Linked DNA regions of Ovis aries: region 1 is linked to region 2. A link is a contact called in public Hi-C data. All regions are on one chromosome and are shown on one strand. Each heading gives the region's core, a stretch centred on a gene start, on an enhancer-like site or on the middle of the called end of the contact. The rest is flanking DNA. Distances are from core to core; before and after follow the strand shown. Region 1 overlaps FRMD6 (FERM domain containing 6). Region 2 has its middle 62 kb from the start of FRMD6.

The links. Hi-C and Micro-C count contacts between places; a contact is called where the count stands out from the background.
Region 1: a Hi-C map of liver shows a contact between it and region 2, with 2.9 times the contacts expected there. The contact joins two enhancer-like sites. A contact is called at or near these places in 2 of 16 Hi-C or Micro-C datasets (liver and mixed tissues).

What each region holds. Positions count from the first base shown.
Region 1 is chr7:42,579,960-42,582,722 of ARS-UI_Ramb_v3.0, reverse strand. The region is part of intron 2 of FRMD6 (FERM domain containing 6); the gene reads right to left. Among named protein-coding and RNA genes, the nearest start is that of FRMD6, 39 kb to the right of the region's middle. Within about 2 kb of position 1,277, at least 9 of the 54 cell types and tissues checked have an H3K27ac peak or open chromatin away from gene starts, as enhancers often do. A contact at or near this core is called in liver, where this site is marked.
Region 2 is chr7:42,478,814-42,481,825 of ARS-UI_Ramb_v3.0, reverse strand. No RefSeq gene overlaps it. Among named protein-coding and RNA genes, the nearest start is that of FRMD6, 62 kb to the left of the region's middle. Within about 2 kb of position 1,670, at least 3 of the 54 cell types and tissues checked have an H3K27ac peak or open chromatin away from gene starts, as enhancers often do. A contact at or near this core is called in liver, where this site is marked.

The DNA of each region.
Region 1 (2,763 bases), core at 28-2,527, 100 kb before region 2:
AATAAAAATTTATTTTTTATAATAAAATAAATAAATTTAAAAGTATCTCAACTTTTTTTTAAGTGGGGTTTGAAATGTGGATATACTAGACCTTTTCAGGCTCTGCAAGGCCAGAAGGTACTGTGTTTCCCTGCTTTAATCAAAAATGACAGAACAAGCTCAAAATGTCCTTGCAGCTCCCTGAGCCTCGGAAGAGAGAACTGCCCAGAATGTCTAAAAACTGTTCAGGTCATGCAGGGTGGGGAAAGGCTGGGTTTCCACAGCCTGTGGATGACTGTCCACTGCGCTTCCTTTCCCCGAAGTGGGAACTTCATTTCCTCAGGAGGCTCCCCCTGGGTCGGCAGGACTGCATCCAGCCGAGTGGCTGCTCCCAGGGCCGTGCTCTCCACTGGAGAGTACCTGGCACACACTTCTTGTCTTATCTGGGCTCCTGTTCCTCTGCCCAGTTCATTAGTTTTTTGTAAAACAAGCAGGAAAGCATAACCTTTCGGGTCATGTAAGTGACCCTGCTACTCAGCTGAAGAGCAGGGCTTTGTCCAGTTGCTCCCTGCCCTGCTTCCTGTGGCGGCAGATATTGATTTTTCTCATGACAAAGCAAGTATTCACCCGTTCTGGAAGGCTGAGAATTTTAATCCCCAGTTTCCGGGGAAGCATAGTGATACTGACAACCCCTTTAAGTAAAATATTTTAGAAGGAAAAGCTAAGTAAAGTGACTGCTGTCTGGGCAGAGAAGAGAGAGATGGTGATATTTACATAGACCTGACAGGTATTCAAAATGGGAAAAGTAGGAAGAAGGTTTTAAAAAGCAAGCATCTCAATGGTCCCCCAGGGAAGGAACTCCCTGTAGTCAGGCTCTGGGTACTTTTCCAATGAAAGTCCAACCATCACAAGAAACAGCTCACCGTCCAACCATCTGGCACTGTTGTGACTGACATTTATGTACTGATGACTGAATCACACACTGCTGGTGGGTAGGAGAAAATCCCCCCTTCCTTCAGTTGTGATATTAAATGTGTAATGGCTGTTTATGTGGAAGAAGTTGGTTTAAGCATGTGGTTCAGGGGAAAAATAACAGTAGCCTTCAGGATGAACTGATCTACAGCCATTCGAACTGTGTGAACAAGTCTGTGCAGGCAGACAGGAATGGGGTGAGTTCTCTGTGTGCCCCCACCCTCCACTGACTGCCTCCTTGGTTGTGCAAGGAGCTAGCAGTGTTGCCTCACCCGAGCACACCAACAGTCAATCCAAGACTTCAAATTAAGTTCTCTCCCCACCCTCCCAGGAGCAGCAATTCTGCTGGTCCTCAGAATGCCCTCCTCCTGTGGGTCTCACTGCCACTGAGAGAGATCAAGGGATCTGCACTGAGGAAAGTCTCCTGCAGTGAACATTGGAAATGGGGGGAGCCGATCAGTGTACAGCGACATGAGGCACAGCCTCTGCTAGGACCCAGAAGATGCTTTCTGGACATGGCACAGAGGAGATGCATGGCAGCCTAGGAAAGAGCAGGAACCCTGGGCCTGAGAACCTGGCAACATCCTCATTTTGAGACCGTGACATTTACAGATATAGCTCAAGAGGATGTTCTTTTTTTTTTTTTTTTTAAAGATGGGCGTAGTAGGTACGACAAAAAGGGTAGAAATATCTGAAGATGATTACTTCAAGGTTTCCACTGTGGTGAATGGGTTGAAGATCACCAGCATGTGGTGAGACTGAGCAGGAGGTCAGGCAGTATGCAGACAGAGGCAGCCATGAGCTCCCTGCATTTGGCTCCCATAAAATCCCAGTGTGTTACTCAGGCTCTGAGCTAACAGCCTCAGGAAAAATAAGTTTATGGCATTCAGGGCAACTCATACAAATGCAATGTGGAACGTGTTTTTACCCAGCATTTTTTTTTAAGACAACTTTTCTGTAAGTCAAACCACCTTGAGAAATAACTCCTGTAACCCTGCTAAGTAATTGCCAAAGATTCTTAAGTAGAGCAATTCCCCACCACCAACCTGCCCTTTCCCAGAACAAATTCCTGCGCTTCTTGAAGCCCAATAGAAACTGAAGTGGGGCTTGGCTTTGGTCACGTGGCATTGCAATTCCTCTGAAGGGTACTCTCTTCATCACTGGGTTACAATGAGGAAAAATCAAGAGAGCTGCTAAAAGGTATGGAACCCAAGTATAGGCAAACATGAGAAAGGAGACATAGTCACTGTTTATAGGACATACCACTTCCCAAACAGTTCTAGGCAAGCATTCTTCAGTGACCTCAACGGGCTAAATTTTACAACATTTACTGAAGGCCTACTAAGAGCCAGCCAGTGTGCTCAGCACTGGGTTGACAAAGATTTACGAAAGGTGGTTGAGTGGGCTTTAGGATCACCTAAGTCTGAGCTCTGTCTTCTTACTGCCATCACCATTTGAAGGTTAATTGTGGCTTTTAGAACTGAAACCAGTGGATGGCAAGTCCTACATAAATATGGTATAATGATGTCGATCCTTCTATCTGAAAGGCTTAGATGTAAAAAGTTCCTAAAGACAAGTAATTCGCTTAAAGATTAAAGTTTAACATGGAAGGAAGTAATAAAACCTAGGACTTCAATGGTGGTGGCTGTTATTTGTTTTTAAAAGTGGTCAACAAATATTTACTGAATACATACTGAGTTTCTGGCATGATTTATGGAAGCAAAGGAAGCAGTTAGTCTCTGCAATTAGAGACTTAAAGTCACGTTGGAGGATTTCACATAAACACACACAAACACAGTCTAACAATCTAAA
Region 2 (3,012 bases), core at 421-2,920:
TCTCTCAGCTAGTATCTTCTGGGTTGAGCACCAGGCATGGAGACCTTGGACTTGCCTGCTTCCTTGGCACTCTCCATACCCCCAGCACGCCTGGGAAATAGAATTCAAGTCCTCCCAGAGACTGACTAAGTCCTTGATTCTATAGTTCAATAGGTGCCCTGACCAGGCTCAATGATCTGTATATCCAAGGCCGTGTTATTTTTACATCTCTTTTGTCAATAAAAAACTGTTTTTTGAGATGCTTAAGAATAAGCCCTGTGTTTGGAAATCATGAAGTTAACAATTAACATGAGCCCTGGATGTCTTTGAGTTCCAGGTCTTAGTTCTCATGTTTCATGCTGGGAAAGGTCATTCAACTCATCATTTGCAAAGGTCTAAGCAGGAGAATGACCTCATGACTGATGAAATTATTTCCAGCTCATCATGAATTCCTCTACCTTTCTGTCTGCAAAAGGAAAAGGGAATTTTTCTGAGTTACATTCAAATTAATCACACTTAAAAGCTCTTCAGGAAGGGGAAAAAAAAGCAAACATAAATCACGGGTTTCCTTTTAACAGCCTTGGGATCCACACCTGAGGCACCATCTCTGTGTATGTGGTCAAGCTGGAAAGGAAGCTGGGTTTTAGCCTCTAAACCCAAACCTTTACCAAAGGCAGCATTTCTGCTACTCTCTTTTCAATACTGCATCAGTAAAAACTGGATCAATTTGAATAACAGTGCCATTACTCAATTTCAATCCTTTTTGCTAATTTCTTGTCTACTTTTGATTCTCTAAATTAAGATTGTTGCTGTTGTTGCTCTTATTTAGAACTATTATAAAATTAAACAAGCAAATCTTATTTTGCTGATAGTCTCCAGACCTGGAAGGGGAGCACTGTAGTACAAATCTTATTCAGATCACACAGCTTAAAAGCACCCTCACAAAGAGGGTGTGTTCAAGAGGCATTTCCTTTCCACATAAGCAATCTCACCAAGAACTCTAACCTGACACCTAAAGACCATTCTACTTGCATATGACCACTATTTTTCAGTTAGATGACACTGAAGAAAAATTAATCTATCCTCAGGGTCCCCATTACCCCAAACTCCTCTTAAATGTATCTATAATTTGGGAAATGTAGGTAAGGGGAAAAGTAGCTAACAGAGTCTATCACTGACTTCAGGTGAAATTCAAGGTCTTGTTTGTATCATAGCTATATTTCTAAACTCCTAAATCTATGATGTTTCAGCTAAGGACCATGAACGATAAACCCAAGTTCACTTTTCACTACAGCCTTGGTTAATGAAAGAGAAGCTATAACTTCAGGCATTAGTCATCTCAAAGAACTTTACAATGTGTGATGGTTTCTCTGACTTTGATGTAAATGAAAATATTCCACACCTTTCACTTTTTGTACCACGTGGTATTACTGGTGACCTTTTCACAGCCCTTTGAAAAGAGACAGAATGACTTGGAAACTTATCAATTTGAATGTTTCCTAGGAAACAACTTCTATCAGAGCCCCTGACATACCAAAATTGCTCAATATTATGTGAAACAGGGAGTCTGTTTTGGAATAATTTCTAGCTGGAGTGACCATTTTCCTATTTGTAAACTCTGAAGAGCTCTTATCAGGGGCCATGGTTTAACCATTAATAAGAAAAACACAGGCTCCTTTAATTCTATGATTCCCTTGTTGAACTTGGTCAATCATAGGTATAATGGCTCAGTGCCCACTGAGTCATTCCAACACTCTTCGGCTAGACATTGAAAACAATAACTTCAATTGTCTCCAGAAAAAGACATTTTATATATATGTACATATATATATCTCCTCTTAATCACATGAGCTATCTTCTGTACACACAACATACTCTGTACATGAATAGCAATGGCCTTACAAGCATAATAAAAGTTCTTTTAATCTCTTCTCTCTTTAGTGGTTCCTATTTCACAGCCACACCACAGAGCCTTTGTGTTCTGAGTTCACAGGAAGCATCCCAAGCATTCTTGCAAGTCCTGTGGCTTGGCTCAAGCAGTTGGGAATAAAAGGTCCCTTGAATACAAATGGCAATGTTGCATTCTAGCAGCTGCCACCCAAGGGAAGCAAGCACCATGCAGTTCATGTTTTGTACTGCTGCTTTCTGTCCAGAGAAAAAGATGAGAGAAATATTCTTCCTGGAGAGTCCCTTTGGTTTGATTTACTGGGGTGGGCGGGGGGTGGGTATGGGGTGGGCGGGGGGTGGGTATGGGGTGGGGATATGTTCTTTAGATGATTCCCTGTGGTATGTAAAAAGTCTGACTTTAACTACTAGGAATACATGAACTTCTACACAAGGTTATGTCTGAATTTTAAAAAAGAAGGAATTGAAGGAACTGTTTCACTTTGCATGAAGCTACCACTATTCATCTTTCCAGACAACTGTACTGTGTATTGTTAACAGCAGTGGGTTAGATCCTCTGCCATTAATTGGAAGCCGAGAAAGAACACTTTGGGAAAGGTCAGCAAGGCTTAACTGGAGCTGGAGGAAGTGAGTGACTATATTTATAGTCCTGGGATGGAGCATATTTCAGTTTTCCACACAAAGAGGGCTTTCTTTCTGCTTTTAACATGTTACTAAGTTGAGGTGGATAAGTTCTAAAGACTCAAAGGGATTTGTTGCCAAACTGTAAATCCAACTTACTTGAATTTCATTACTGTATCTCTCATTCCACAGGAAGAGCCCATGGCACAGTGTCTTTGGACTAGCATAATCACATGGAGGACAAAGAGTCTACAGAATTTTATGGGATGAAAGAATGGATGCTCTACTTCATTTTTTCTTTCTTCTTGAACTTTATGCATTTAAGATTGTCACACTTACTCAGGAAGTTAAGTGCCTGTGGATGTGCTAGTGATGTAGACACAAAGCTTTTCACCTCTGGGTATTGGGTGTAGACCTAGACTGAGTCAGTGGTGATCAAAAGTAGATTAATGAGTAGCATGTTTCTCATGAAAATAATCTCTCCCTATTGATAGTTACTATTCTACA